2 separate regions of the Mus musculus genome follow, and region 2 is linked to region 1. Evidence: chromatin contacts called from public Hi-C data. All regions are on one chromosome and are shown on one strand. Each heading gives the region's core, a stretch centred on a gene start, on an enhancer-like site or on the middle of the called end of the contact. The rest is flanking DNA. Distances are from core to core; before and after follow the strand shown. Region 1 overlaps Samhd1 (SAM domain and HD domain, 1). Region 2 overlaps Rpn2 (ribophorin II).

What was found. A called contact is a pair of places that touch in the nucleus more often than the background predicts.
Region 2: a Hi-C map of the G1E-ER4 cell line shows a contact between it and region 1, with 3 times the contacts expected there. The contact joins two enhancer-like sites. A contact is called at or near these places in 10 of 39 promoter capture datasets (the 3T3-L1 cell line, embryonic stem cells, fetal liver and 5 more), 1 of 15 datasets of contacts at CTCF or cohesin (pro-B cells), 20 of 484 Hi-C or Micro-C datasets (CD4 T cells, the G1E-ER4 cell line, the HPC-7 cell line and 9 more), 3 of 115 datasets of contacts at active chromatin or transcription factors (the 230-238 cell line, the HPC-7 cell line and embryonic stem cells) and 3 of 9 other capture datasets (adipose tissue, embryonic stem cells and liver).

The regions. Positions count from the first base shown.
Region 1 is chr2:157,125,443-157,131,844 of GRCm38.p6, forward strand. It overlaps Samhd1 (SAM domain and HD domain, 1), which reads right to left. Exons shown (of 16, transcript NM_018851.4): 2 at 4,408-4,474; 3 at 1,330-1,402. Among named protein-coding and RNA genes, the nearest start is that of Samhd1, 6.5 kb to the right of the region's middle. Within about 2 kb of position 2,844, at least 66 of the 459 cell types and tissues checked have an H3K27ac peak or open chromatin away from gene starts, as enhancers often do. A contact at or near this core is called in the G1E-ER4 cell line, where this site is marked.
Region 2 is chr2:157,289,444-157,295,845 of GRCm38.p6, forward strand. Rpn2 (ribophorin II) reads left to right here. Exons shown (of 17, transcript NM_019642.4): 3 at 85-180; 4 at 1,094-1,269; 5 at 4,710-4,785; 6 at 5,811-5,945. Among named protein-coding and RNA genes, the nearest start is that of Mroh8, 13 kb to the left of the region's middle. Within about 2 kb of position 2,343, at least 5 of the 459 cell types and tissues checked have an H3K27ac peak or open chromatin away from gene starts, as enhancers often do. A contact at or near this core is called in the G1E-ER4 cell line, where this site is marked.

The DNA of each region.
Region 1 (6,402 bases), core at 1,594-4,093:
AGCCACCAAGATAATACAGCTCCATTACTGTTCAGGGTCTACTGTATACACCAAGCAGAATGGGTAAGAGTCAGGAACCGGTAAGAGGAACAAAGCAGAGAAAGAATTCCCAGCAGCCACATGAGCTCACAACCATCTCTAACTACGGTCCCAGAGGATCTGATGCCTTCTTCTGGCCTCCCTGGGCATCCTGTATAAAACTGGTCAACAGATATGCATGTAGGCAAAACACTTAAAAACATTTAATTAATGAAATGAAAACTTGCTGGATGTGTGGTATGTGTCTTTAATCCCTGCACTTGGGAGGCAGAGTCACGTGGATCTCTGTGAGCTGGAGGCCAGCATGGTCTACACAGCAAACTTCAGGCTCAGTGGGTAAAGACATTTAAAGCCAAGCCTCATGACCTAAGTTCTATTTCTAGCATCTACATAGTGGAGGGAGAAAACTGACTCCCAAAACTTGTCTTGTGACCACACTTGGGCTATTGTACTTGTACATACATGTGCACACACACACACACACACACACACACACAGGCACAAACTTTACATGGTATCATAAATCAAAGTTTTGTTTGTTTGTTTTGAGACAGGATGTAGTTTGAATAGAAATGGTCTCCATAGACTCATGTGTTGAAATGCTTGGCCCATAGGGACTGGCACTAATAGGTGTGGCCTTAATGAAGTAGGTGTAACTTTGGTGGAGGAAGCGTGTTACTATGAGGGTGGATTTTGAGGTCTCACATATGCTCAAGCTATAGGCAGTATGACACACAGTCTCCTTCTGCTGTCAAGGGTCAAGGTGTAGAACTCTCAACTCCCTCTCCAGCACCCTGTTTGCCTGCATACCATCCCCCATGACAATAATGGACTAAACCTTGGAAACTGTAGGCCAGCTCCAAGTAAATGCTTCCTTTATAAGAGTTACCATGGTCATGGTGTCTCTTCACAGCAATGACACCCTAAGACACAGGTTTCTCTGTGTAGCCTTGTCCTAGAACTCTCTCTGTAGACCAGGCTGGCCTCAAATTCAAAGATCTACCCAGTTCTGCCTTCCAAATGCTGGGACTAAAGGTATATAACAGTACACCTGACTGCTGGAGTTTGTCCTAATTACTGTTCTATTGCTATGACAAAGGCAACCGATAAAAGAAAGCAATTAACTGGGGTCTGGAAGTTTCAGAGTGTTAGAGACTGCAATCAAATCAAAGTTTTCAGTTACAATACAGTATCATCTCCCGTTTATACCACGCAAATGCTGTTCATATAGATTCCTCGCACCCTCATTACATTATGTACAGTAAATGCGTTCATACACTCACTCCTCACCTTCATTAGATCAATCCGAGACTGACTCAGCTGCTGGATACATTCTATCATCTTCTTCCTCTCCTCCAAGGAACTAAAATTGAAACAATGTAAATAGATATATCAATCCTTGATAAATAAGTATCCCAGGTGTCCTGGGAGCACATGGGCAGTTCTAAAGCAGCTGCACCAATAAAAAGAAAGAGCAGCTTAGAAGGAACAATCAGTCAGGAACTCAAACGCACTCCTAGAAACTTTCTTTGTTCCCATAAGGAGTGCTAGGTCACGAAGAAGGCCCCGAAATGTCAATGCTGCTGACAAAGTCCTAGAATGATGGCCCAGGCCAGATTCTTAAAAAGAAAGCTCAACTCCACATTCCTCAGAATTCTCAGTGTGGGTTTCTGTTTGTCATGAGAGTCACTACTTTCCATCTCTGTCTCTGATGGTCAGCTGATGGGGGCAAAGTGTGTCTAGTTCCCACTAAAGCAGAAGAGGTCTGCATCAGCTCAAGGACCACGCCCTTCAGACGCTCATATGAAACCCACTCGCTTTCCTGCCAGGCTGCCTGCTGCTCTCTCCTCTCAGACGCAGCCCAGCAATCTGTCCCCCAGTAAACTGTCTTCCTACCTCTGGAGTGATCTAGTTTGGTGCTTTGTTGCACCTGCTTGCAAGAAGTTCCTTCTGAACCAAGAAGGTCCACCCAGGCTTCTGCTGAGTTATCACCCAAGCATGAACTAGTATCTAGGAAGGGTTAACTTAGTACTTCACCTTCCACTATCTACAATGTTACAGCTCGGGACATAATCTCATGGAAATTGGACTTGGACCCCTCAGAATCTTATAACATCCGGCTCCATTTGTAACTGCTCATTGGTCAAGCATAATAAACACACCTGTCTGAAATGTTAACACAAACAGCAGGAGGAAGGCATTAGTATCCCTGACTGAGCTACTATGTAATCCGGTTGAAAAAAACTTTTGCTAAAAGTCTTAGGTGACTGAAGACTGAAGTATCACAATTGGCCTCTGTTGTACTGAAATCCACAGCAATAACAAAATCTAGGAGGGATTTTTTTCAGAATGTACAGAGACATTATTAAGCAGATAAATTAAAAAGGAACAAAATTAATACACCTTAGAAAGTGTGTGTGTGTGCGCGTGTGCGTGTGTGCGATCCCCATAGCCTAAGCTGGCCCAGAACTTAGTGTGTAGCTCAGGCTGACCTGGAACTCACACCGTCCTCCCAAGTACCAGGATTACAGGATGAGCCATCATCATATGCATTTTTAATATAACAATGTTTACTTTCTGGAAAAACCTTCAGAAATCGGCATTTAATCAAAAATTGAAGAAATACAAAAAGTGTTTGTCTAAACAGGATGCCACATAAAACTCAGAGTCCAGAGCAAGAGCTTAGATACAGGAAATTTATTTGGGAGCATAGAGCCTGGAAACAGCAGTTGGGGGACTGGGAAAGATGAAAGAAGAAATAAGCCAGGCGGTGGCAGCAAAGGGCTTTCATCCCAGTACTTGGGAGGCAGAGAGGCAGGTGGGTCTTGCTCAGCCTTGTGTGAGGTCGACAGCACGCATGCCTATGCATATGTAGATATGTAGATAGTATCATAAAAACTAAACATTTTTTTAAAGATTTATTTATTATATGTAAGTACACTGTTGCTATCTTCAGACATCCCAGAAAAAGGCATCAGATCTCCTTATGGATGGTTGTAAGCCAACATGTGGTTGCTGGTTACTGGTATTTGAAGTCAGGACCTTCGAAGAGCAGTCAGTGCTCTTAACGGCTGAGCCATCTCTCCAGCCCCAGAACTAAACATTTTAAATTCATCACAATGAGAAGATTTCAATTATGTGTCTGCGTGTGGGTCTGAGCCCATGAGTGGCCTCTGTGGAGGCCAGAGGTGGGTGTTAGGCATAGAGCTAGACAGAGTTACACACACGGGCTGCCAAGGAGACTGATGTGGATGCTGGGAACTGACCTGGGGATCCTCTAGGACAGGAAGTGCTCCTAACCTCCGAGCCACATCTCTGGCCCTCACTTAATCTAATTTTAGATAACTTAAACAAACAACAGGTGGCTACAGTACAGGCTAACACAAGTCTAAAAAGCCCCATGGACTCCATCTCAGAGGCAGAAGGCAGGGTACAAGAAACCCACTGTACAGTAAGTAGTGTTCCTTTTGGATTCGCCTCTCTTGTTAACTCCCAGAAGAGTGCCTAGAACCAAATGTACTTCCCATAAACATCGCTAAACAAATCAATGGTGTTTGGGTCTTTGAGGAAAAAAGAAGAAAGTCCACCAGTTCACAGGTAATAAGGTTATTGATGGGTGACTGAGACAGGTAAGATGGGTTAGAAAAAGGCCAAGTAAAAGCCCTGAACTCTGTGACCCAGGCAAGTTTCTAAGGCAGTGAAGACCCTCTACTGATGCTGCTTCCACTCTCAAAGTTCTAAAGCACAGGATCTGACAGAACTCAGGATGAGTCTTTGGTTTTACCCTTAGTTCACGGTCACCACAAACACGGAACTAACTGCAGTCAATTATGAAAGAGAGAAAAGACCACGTTTAAAGCACACGTAAACACTGAACACTCAGCTAAGATCTTTAAAAGAATGACATCTCTACCTCAGACCCCAGAACCTCCAGCCACATACAGAAATATATACATATGTGTGTGTACAAAGCTATCATGGGACAATTATGTTCTTTAACAGTTTATACACAAAGACACACCCCAGTCCTCAGACAGTCTTAAGACCTACAAAGAGGGCGGTAACTTTGACTTTTCTTGCTAATGTTTTCCCTGCTCATTCCTATACATTTCTAGTGCATATAATTCAATTAGTCTGAATTTGAGAGTAAAAAATTGGTCACTACAAACTTCATGAACTCTTGTTGGCAAAGCTCTTTGAAATAGAAACTAACCCCAAGCCCCGCACAGCAGAAACAGCAAGCAAGGGATTGTTTTAAAGCCTGCCGCAGTACTGAAATGAGCACGGGTGAACCCCAAGCTCTTGGGCTTTGTTTCCGAACAGTGAAGGAAGTGCGTCTGGCCTCACTATGCGTCTCCTTATCCTTACCTTACTCCCAGATCTTCCAGACGATCCTCATCCAAAAAGGGCAGAAACGAGCCGGCGATTTTATTGTCTTGGAAAAGGAAAAGGTAAACAAGATATTTATAGCATGTATTTTCCTGTGCCTTTCAGTTTGAATCTATCAGAATTTGCTCAGCTTGTACGGACTAAGAACCTACTGTAGTGAACCATGTGATCTATAGCCAGCCTTGTACAGCTACCAGTTCCTCATTTATGGTATTAATGGAAAATAGTCAGAAAAAAAAAAGTACATCTGTACTGAACATGTAAACACTTCTGTACATTACTGTAGATAACATGTAAAAATACAGTACAACAACTATTTACATTTCATGTGGTATTATAAGTAATGCAGAGATGATGTATAGTTTACAGATGTGGGTGTACAGAGGTTAGATGCAAACTGTCATTTTATGTAATGGACTTAAGCATCAGATTTTAGTTACATGCTTGGGTCTTAGAACAAATGTTTTTCAGGTATTAGGACACAAATGCACCATTTTAAAAATACAGACACATATATTTGATATTGTATATATTTATAAAGTATAAATCACAAATCATCTAAAATATACTAAATATATATTTAATTTGTATGTGTGTTGTATGTGTGCACCAGGACTGGACACATGGAAGGCATCGAGTGTCTTTACCACAATCTGCCTGACACTCTGAGACAAGGTCTCTTTGCTGAACCTGGGGCTTGCATTTGTCTAGGTTGGAAGCCAGTAATTGCCAGCGATCCCTTCCTGTCAACATCCCACCTCAGAAGGGACTACTAGTGTTTAAAGGTGACACTCATCTTGTTATGTGGGTACTGTGATCTAAACTCCAGATTGGAGTAATCATTCCTACACAAAGAACTCTCTCTCCAGTCCTCCCTCCCTCCCTCCCTCCCTCCCTCCCTCCCTCCCTCCCTCCCTCCCTCCCTCCCTCCCTCCCTTATGTAGTTGTTTGTTTAGGTTTATAAAACAGGGTCTCACTATGTTGTTCTAGCTATCCTGAAATCCATGCAGAGCAGGCTGGCCTCAAACTCAACAGAAATCAACTTGCCTCTGTCTCCTAAGTGCTAGGAATAAAGGGATGTACCATTATGCCTGGGCATACATGTGTGTGCGTGTGTGCATGCGTGCGTGAGAATTTTGCCTCATAGCTAGGTTGGCCTCCAGAGGTCAAAACTTAAAAAGTTAACTAAGGCCGGGTAGTGGTTGCGCATATCTTTAATCCCAGCACTTGGGAGGCAGAGACAGGTGGATTTCTCAGTTCAAAGCCAGCCTGGTCTACAGAGTGAGTTCCGGGACAGCCAGGGCTACACCCTGTCTTGAAAATCAAAAAAAAAAAAAAAAAAAGTTACTAAGGATTAAACCCAGGTCTTTGTACATACTAGGCAGGTAACCTGCCAAACCCAGCCTATACCATACTTTCCATACAATACTTTTAAAATCTTATCTAGGTGACTTATTTGTGTCAAAAGCTACGGGAAACCGAAAGTAAAACCTAATTATATTTGTGAGTTCTGCCAAATCAGCAGCTTCCTGTTTTTAAAGCCAGGGCTGGCAGCAGGGCTAGAGAAGGACATTTAAATCAATTGTTCTTAGAACCATCCACTTCAAACCAGAAGAAAAGTACCCAGAGTTTTAGTTCTAAAACTCCTTTGAAAGCAAACAATCCCCTGTGTTTGGAAAGAATTATATATACATACATGTACTTTTTTTTATCTTTCCAAACAGTTAATTAATTCTACCTCTTCTGGAATTCAGATTCTACAACTCTGGACTCTATTTTCACATAAACAAAAACCTTCTTTTTTAAATTAACAAGAAAAAACGAGGCAGTGTTCTTCTGAAAAATCAAAGTTGGAGTGAAAACAGTACTTTTGTATTTTTTTTCTATCATGAAAAAGTTACCCAAGGTAAAAAGTCCAAATAATATTACGCACGTAGCAAATACCAATTCACATAAGTGCAAACTGATACCTAC
Region 2 (6,402 bases), core at 1,093-3,592, 160 kb after region 1:
GGTTTCATTTTGCACCCCACAGTTTCGCTTTTCCTAGTTACTGCATTACGTTACCACTTATCCTTGACTTTCTCCCGTGTTTAGAAAGCGTGTACCTTCATCAAGTCCAACCTTGATCCCAGCAACGTGGATTCTCTCTTCTATGCAGCCCAGTCCAGCCAGGTCCTCTCAGGCTGTGAGGTGAGCCCAGGTTCCTACACTACCATTTGTTTGTTTGTTTGCAGTAAAGAGCATTTTTAAAAGGGACATAATGTCAGGTTGTTAATGTAATTTTTAAAAATGGCAAACTGTTAGTGTGGGATAGAATTCCATCTGCATAATTTTAGTCCTATAAGAAAGTCTATTTCCCTTTAAGTGTTCACTGTAATAGTTTTTAGATCACTTTTTCTTACAGTTCTTCTCTCTCTTATGGAAGGCTTTGAGGTTGTCTTTCCCTTCTTTAACCTTTAAAAACATTCCGTGCATCCTCACCTCAGATTCTCGATCATTCAGTCGATGTAGATTACTTTAAGTGGACAAGCAGCGTGTTGTTATCCTTTGGGAGATTTCTGTTGCTGTGATGAAACGGCATGACCCAAAGCACCTTGGAGTGGGAGGGGGTTGGGGACGGTTATTTGGCTTACACTTCCACGTCACAGTTCATCATCGAGAGTAGTCAGTGCGGGAACTCTAGGCCGGAACTGGGGAAGAGGCAGTAGAGGATAGCTGTTCACCTGCTTGTTCCTCGTGGCCTGCTCAGCCTGCTCACTCATATGCCCCAGGACCGGCTGCCCAGAGGAGGCACCACCCACAAGGGCTGGGCCCTCCCACATCAATTTCTAATCAAGAAAATGGTCTATGGACTTGACTATAGATATAGGCCAGTCGTAGTGAGGCATTTCCTCAGTTGGGGTTCTGTCTTCTCAGGTAACTCTATAGCTTGTGTCAAGTTGACAAAACCCACTCAGAGCAGAGGTGGTGTTGACATTATGAACACTTGACTCTGGGTGCTGCGTGGACGTAGCCTTGGCAGCTGTGTTCTTACCACGGTCGGTATGCCTTTCACAAACTGCTGGAACCTCTTCTAACTCTGTGTCCGCCATTCCTTTCCTAGATATCTGTTTCAAATGAGACCAAAGAGCTCCTGCTGGCAGCAGTGAGTGAAGACTCCCCCATTGCCCAGATCTACCATGCAGTTGCAGCACTCAGCGGGTTTGGGCTTCCCTTGGCATCCAATGAAGCCCTCGGTGCCCTTACCGCTCGCCTCGGCAAGGAAGAGACTGTGCTAGCGTAAGTTGTCGCTTTGAAGACTTTTTGAGGTTTGTTTGTGTTGGTTACTGACCTGAGAATGCTTTTTCATTTCTGCAGTGCACATTTCTAGACATCTGCTGTGAGCCAGGTGCTCTGCTAGATGTGCAGACACTGTTGTGATTGTGGGGTAGGGGGTCAAGGGGCTGGGGCTGTATTTGCAAGTGGAGGCCAGAGGTTAACAGCAGGTATCTTCCTCAGTCACTTTCCACCTTGGGTTTTGTTTTGTTTTTCTAATTTTAGGTAGGGTTTCACTATTTATACCTGGCTATCCTAGAACTCCCTGTGCAGTCCCGGCTGACCTTGAACTCACAGAGATCTACCTGTCTCTGCCTCCCAAGTGCTGGAATTACAGGCATGTGCATTCTACCTTGTTTTTTGAGACAAGCTAGCTAATGAGCTCCAGGGGTCTTTCTGCTAGTGCTGGGGTTACAGACACACTGCCTTCTCCATCTTTTCCATGGGTGCTAGGAGTCTGAACTCACCACGCCTGCATGGCAGACACGGACCAACTGAGTCGTCTCCCCAGTCCCAGGGACTGGCACTTGAATTAAGGCAGCAAGGTCCAGTCCTTGACCTTGTGGAATTCACATAGACATATCTGTTCATAAGGTGTTCAGGCAGAGGCCAAGGACTGAGGCAGTGTAAGCCCACCATCCCACATAGACAGGAGGCTGGAGCAAGGACAGTGAGGGCTGTGAGCTGCATGCAGTTTGTGGAGAGGTTAGGCCAGGTTTGCTGCAGTGTTGGCACTAGGGTTCTGTGGAGAACAGGCTCTTACTGGCTTCTTGGGTGCTGTGAGAAGCTGCATCTATTGTGGGCACATGGTGGGTTCTCAGGGGATAATATATTCTGCAAATCTGACTCTGGTCCTCTGCAAAAGGCATAGGTGATAAAATGATTTACCCCACACATGAGAGTGTGTATGCCTGTGTGTCAGATGCTCTTGAGGGCATGGATATGGAGAGCAGAGGTGAATCGAGGTATTGTTCCTCAGGAGCAGTCCATGTGTTTGTTTGTTACTGTTGGTTTTGCAAGACGGGGTTTCTCTGTGTAGCCCTTGCTCTCCTAGAACTCACTTTGTTCCTTCCGGTTCTTGGCCTGTTTTGAGTTCCTGGCCTGATCTCCTTTGATGATGAATTATGATAAGGAAGTATAAGCCAGATAACCACCCCCTCCCCCCCCAGTTGCTTTTGTTCATAGCAGGTTGATGGTACCAACTCCTCCTTTCAGAACGTTGGGATTAGGGACTGGAAGTGGTGAACAAAGGTAAAACACTTAGTTTGCAAGACCCAGTACCATAAAAACCAACCCAAAAGGCCCAGTACCATAGAAACTAACCCAAAAGGCCTTGTAGGAGCGGCTGAACTCTCAGGGGGCTTCTCTCCTTACATTGTGACTCTTCTGTTTTCTGACTTGTCATCTTAATAGAATTAGCTTTCCATGGTGGGAATCTAAATTGTTATGCTCTCAACACAAGAAGACAGATTCTTGCTCTACATTCCCTGACACTTAAAAACACAGGGGCTCAGGCATCAGTGCTGAAGTTGCAGACCGTTTGACCACCAGGGGGCCTCAGCTGCCCACATTTTACCTAGGGAACTGGTTATGTTCTCCGTCCAGACAGTCTGCATGCAGAAAAAAATAATAACTAATTAAAAAATGACATGAGTACATGAGTATAGCCACATTCCACCTTAAAATGTTTTCTTGTTATTGTTATTTAGGGGTGTGTGTGTGTGTGTGTGTGTGTGTGGAGGGAGAGGAATGCGCCCTGTGACACACATGTAGAAATCAGGGGACAACTTTTTTTTCCTTTTTTTTTGGAGACAGTATATAGTCCTAGCTGTCCTGGACCTCGATATGTAGCCCAGGATGGCCTTGAATCACAGACATCTACCTGCCTCTGCCTCCTGAGGGCTGTGATTAAAGATTAGTGTACCAACATACCCAACAAAATGTTTTTCTTATAGAATAATACTTTTTAAAAAATGTTCCTCCTCCTCCTCCTCTTCCTCCTCCTCTTCTTCTTCTTCATTTGATTTTATGTGTGAGTGCACAGGCACTGTTGATGTACATTAGAAGAGGGCATCAGATCCCATTACAGATGGTTAGGAGCCACTGGGAAGTGAACTCAGAACCTCTAGAAGAACAGTCGGTGCTCTGTTGAACCGTCTCTCTAGCCCCTAGAATGTCCTCTTAGTAAAAATATGTGAGTAAAAAATGAAGAATGAACCGGGCAATGGTGGTGTACGCCTTTAATCCCAGGACGTGGGAGGCAGAGGCAGGCGGATTTCTGAGTTAAAGGCTAGCCTGGTCTACAGAGTGAGTTCCAGGACAGCCAGGGCTACACAGAGAAACCCTGTCTCGGAAATCAAAAAACTACAACAATGAAGGGCTGATATGTGCCACAGTATGGATGAGCCTCAAAAGCCAAAGATAAAAGGTCACATAGTAGGGGCTCTGTCCCAGTGGTAGGATGCTTGCTTGGGATGCCCCAGAGCCAGAAACTGATGCTCAGCACTATCCCAACAAGATGACTACTATGCGACTTTATTTACAAGACTATCCAGAACAAACAAGTGTGTAGAATTGTGTTGCTGGGAGATGGCTGAGGTAGACACCATGGAGAGGAACTGCTTAAGTTCCTTAGTTCCAAATAGAGTCCTGCTCAGGAACTCAGGGAAATGTTCTTACATGAACAGGGATGGTGGTTGGACGTTATGACTTTAGTAAGTAGCTCTGAATTCACTTTCTTTTGAATTTTGGAGAGTAAGGAGCTCGATATACAGCTCGGTTGATAGGATACTGTTGGAGGACTGCAGTGGGTAGAATGCTTCCACAGCATGCTTAAGGTCCTGGATTTTAATTCCCAGTACTACATAAACCAGGTAATGGTATCCATCTGTGATCCCAGGACTCAGGAAGTGAGGCAGGGGGACCAGGAATTCAAGGTCATCGTCAGCAAGTTTGAGGCCACCTCCGAAAATACAACAATGAAGTTTTAAAAATTGAGTAAAGACTGATACATGTAGGTAGTATAGAGTCATTGCTCATAAGAATTAAGTATGTATTATACATGTATTCTCATACAGAGAACACTAAATACATGTTAGAAGAACATGAGACTAGGTGAAGACTAAATCTGTGCCCTTCTATCCTGCACCTACAGCCCTTGCGTCAGGATGCTGGGAGCGCAGGAGGGAACTTAAGCACCAGGTCTCCCCCTTGTGTGCCTTAGTCTTAGGAAAGTTGCTCCAGCGTCTGCCCAACAGTTTACAAACGTGTTTCTTTAGCCTTGAATAAGATAGACAGACGACTGACAAGCCGTTTCAGGCTAGCATAAGTCGTTTACAAAACAGAGGAGAATGCCTTCCTATGCATTAAATCTTAGACCTAGTGTTCTACTCTTTTCCTTCCAGAACGGTCCAGGCTCTGCAGACAGCGTCCCACCTCTCCCAGCAGGCTGACCTGAGGAACATTGTAGAGGAGATTGAGGTATGAATCTGTTTCTCCAAACGAGTCTCGGAGCTCCTGGCTTTTCTTGCAAGTAGATGTGGCCGGTTTCTTACAGCCAGCTGTGTATCTTTTACATTCATGGCTATTGAGTCCAGTATGCTTTTGTTCTTTGTATTTAAGCAATATATCCTAGAGAATATTTGTTAGACTAATATTGGCCACAGGTTATGGAACCAGTAAATCTAAAACTCAAATGCTTTTCTCTGCCAGTTACTGCTTTGTAATTGGAGGTAAGGTATTTGATGCTCTGAGCCTCAGTTTCCCTTTGCTGGCTGTGGGAACCTGCAAGGTTAAAAGAGCCTGCATATATTAACTAGCTGCCTGCTAAGTGCCCACTGTTGGTGGGTATTTTGGGGTTGAGACAGTCTCATTATGTAACACTTACTGGTCTTAAAGCTGGCATCTTCCTGCCTCACTTTCTGAGTGCTAGGATTTTAGGTGTGTGCTACCATACCTGGCTCTCACTTCTGACTATTGCTCAGTCCTGTACCCAGGATATGGCCACCCTCAAGAGCTGGATAGCCAGTGGTGGCAGGCAGTTCTACCAGTGTCATTGCTGTGTGCTTCTCAGGCACGGTAGCTGCTTCACTCTGTTCCTCTGGGAGAGCCATGGACTGGGGAGCAGCACTATGTAGGTGCATGGCTATGGCTCCGTGTGCATGCCAGGCTTTCTGGCAGGTTTGCAGCTGGGATCACTGTTCTGCTCAAACCAGTGGCTGCTTCAGTGCCCTGGCCCTTAGGGTTTGTCAGGAGTGCCGGGGGGCTGGGGGAGGCATGCTGCCAAAACGGCCAGAGACTGCCAGTCTGCCCGAATGCTTTTCATTTATTTATGGTTGTAGAAAATACTAAGTGGCCTTGGTGGTCTTTAGGCTCATTGAGACCGTTAAGAAAGGCCAGCTGTCTGGGGTCACGGTTCTTTTTGTATCTCATTTCTGTGACCTCTGTGTCCCAACATGCCTCTGGTTTTGTTTTTGTTTTTGTTTTTTTGTGTGTGTGTGTGACAGGACCTTGTTGCTCGGCTGGATGAACTAGGGGGTGTGTATCTGCAGTTTGAGGAAGGACTGGAGCTCACGGCGCTGTTTGTTGCTGCCACCTACAAGCTCATGGACCACGTGGGGACCGAACCGTCCATGAAGGAGGTGTGTGTCTGAAGATGGTCGAGCATGGAGCTCATAGGCGCTGCTGAGTTTATTTGCCAGGAGCAGCTCTTTGCAGAGAGGGGTTGCGGTCACACCTCAGGGTGTGGGTATGCAGGATTTAGTTAGGTTTAAAGACTGAGAAGTGGAAGGGGATTGATTGATGCCTATCCTAAGAAGCTGCTAGTCAGGGTGACAGCATGTAAATAAACTGTCACGCCTGTGTATATGAGCCATTTGCATATCATTAGTAGGGACAGTCAAGTGCATCACCCAGGTTTGCTCTCCTCTCTCCTCCTGACAGCCCAGCCCAGCCCTTCCTGCTGTCTCTTGTATACTTTTCCATTTCCTTTCGGCATGAAGTGCCCTGGACTCAGAATTGCCTCTTCTTCCTTTTTCCCTTCATCCTCATTAGCAGCTAATTCAGATAATCTTATCTGGTAGATGGAGTTTTTCATGA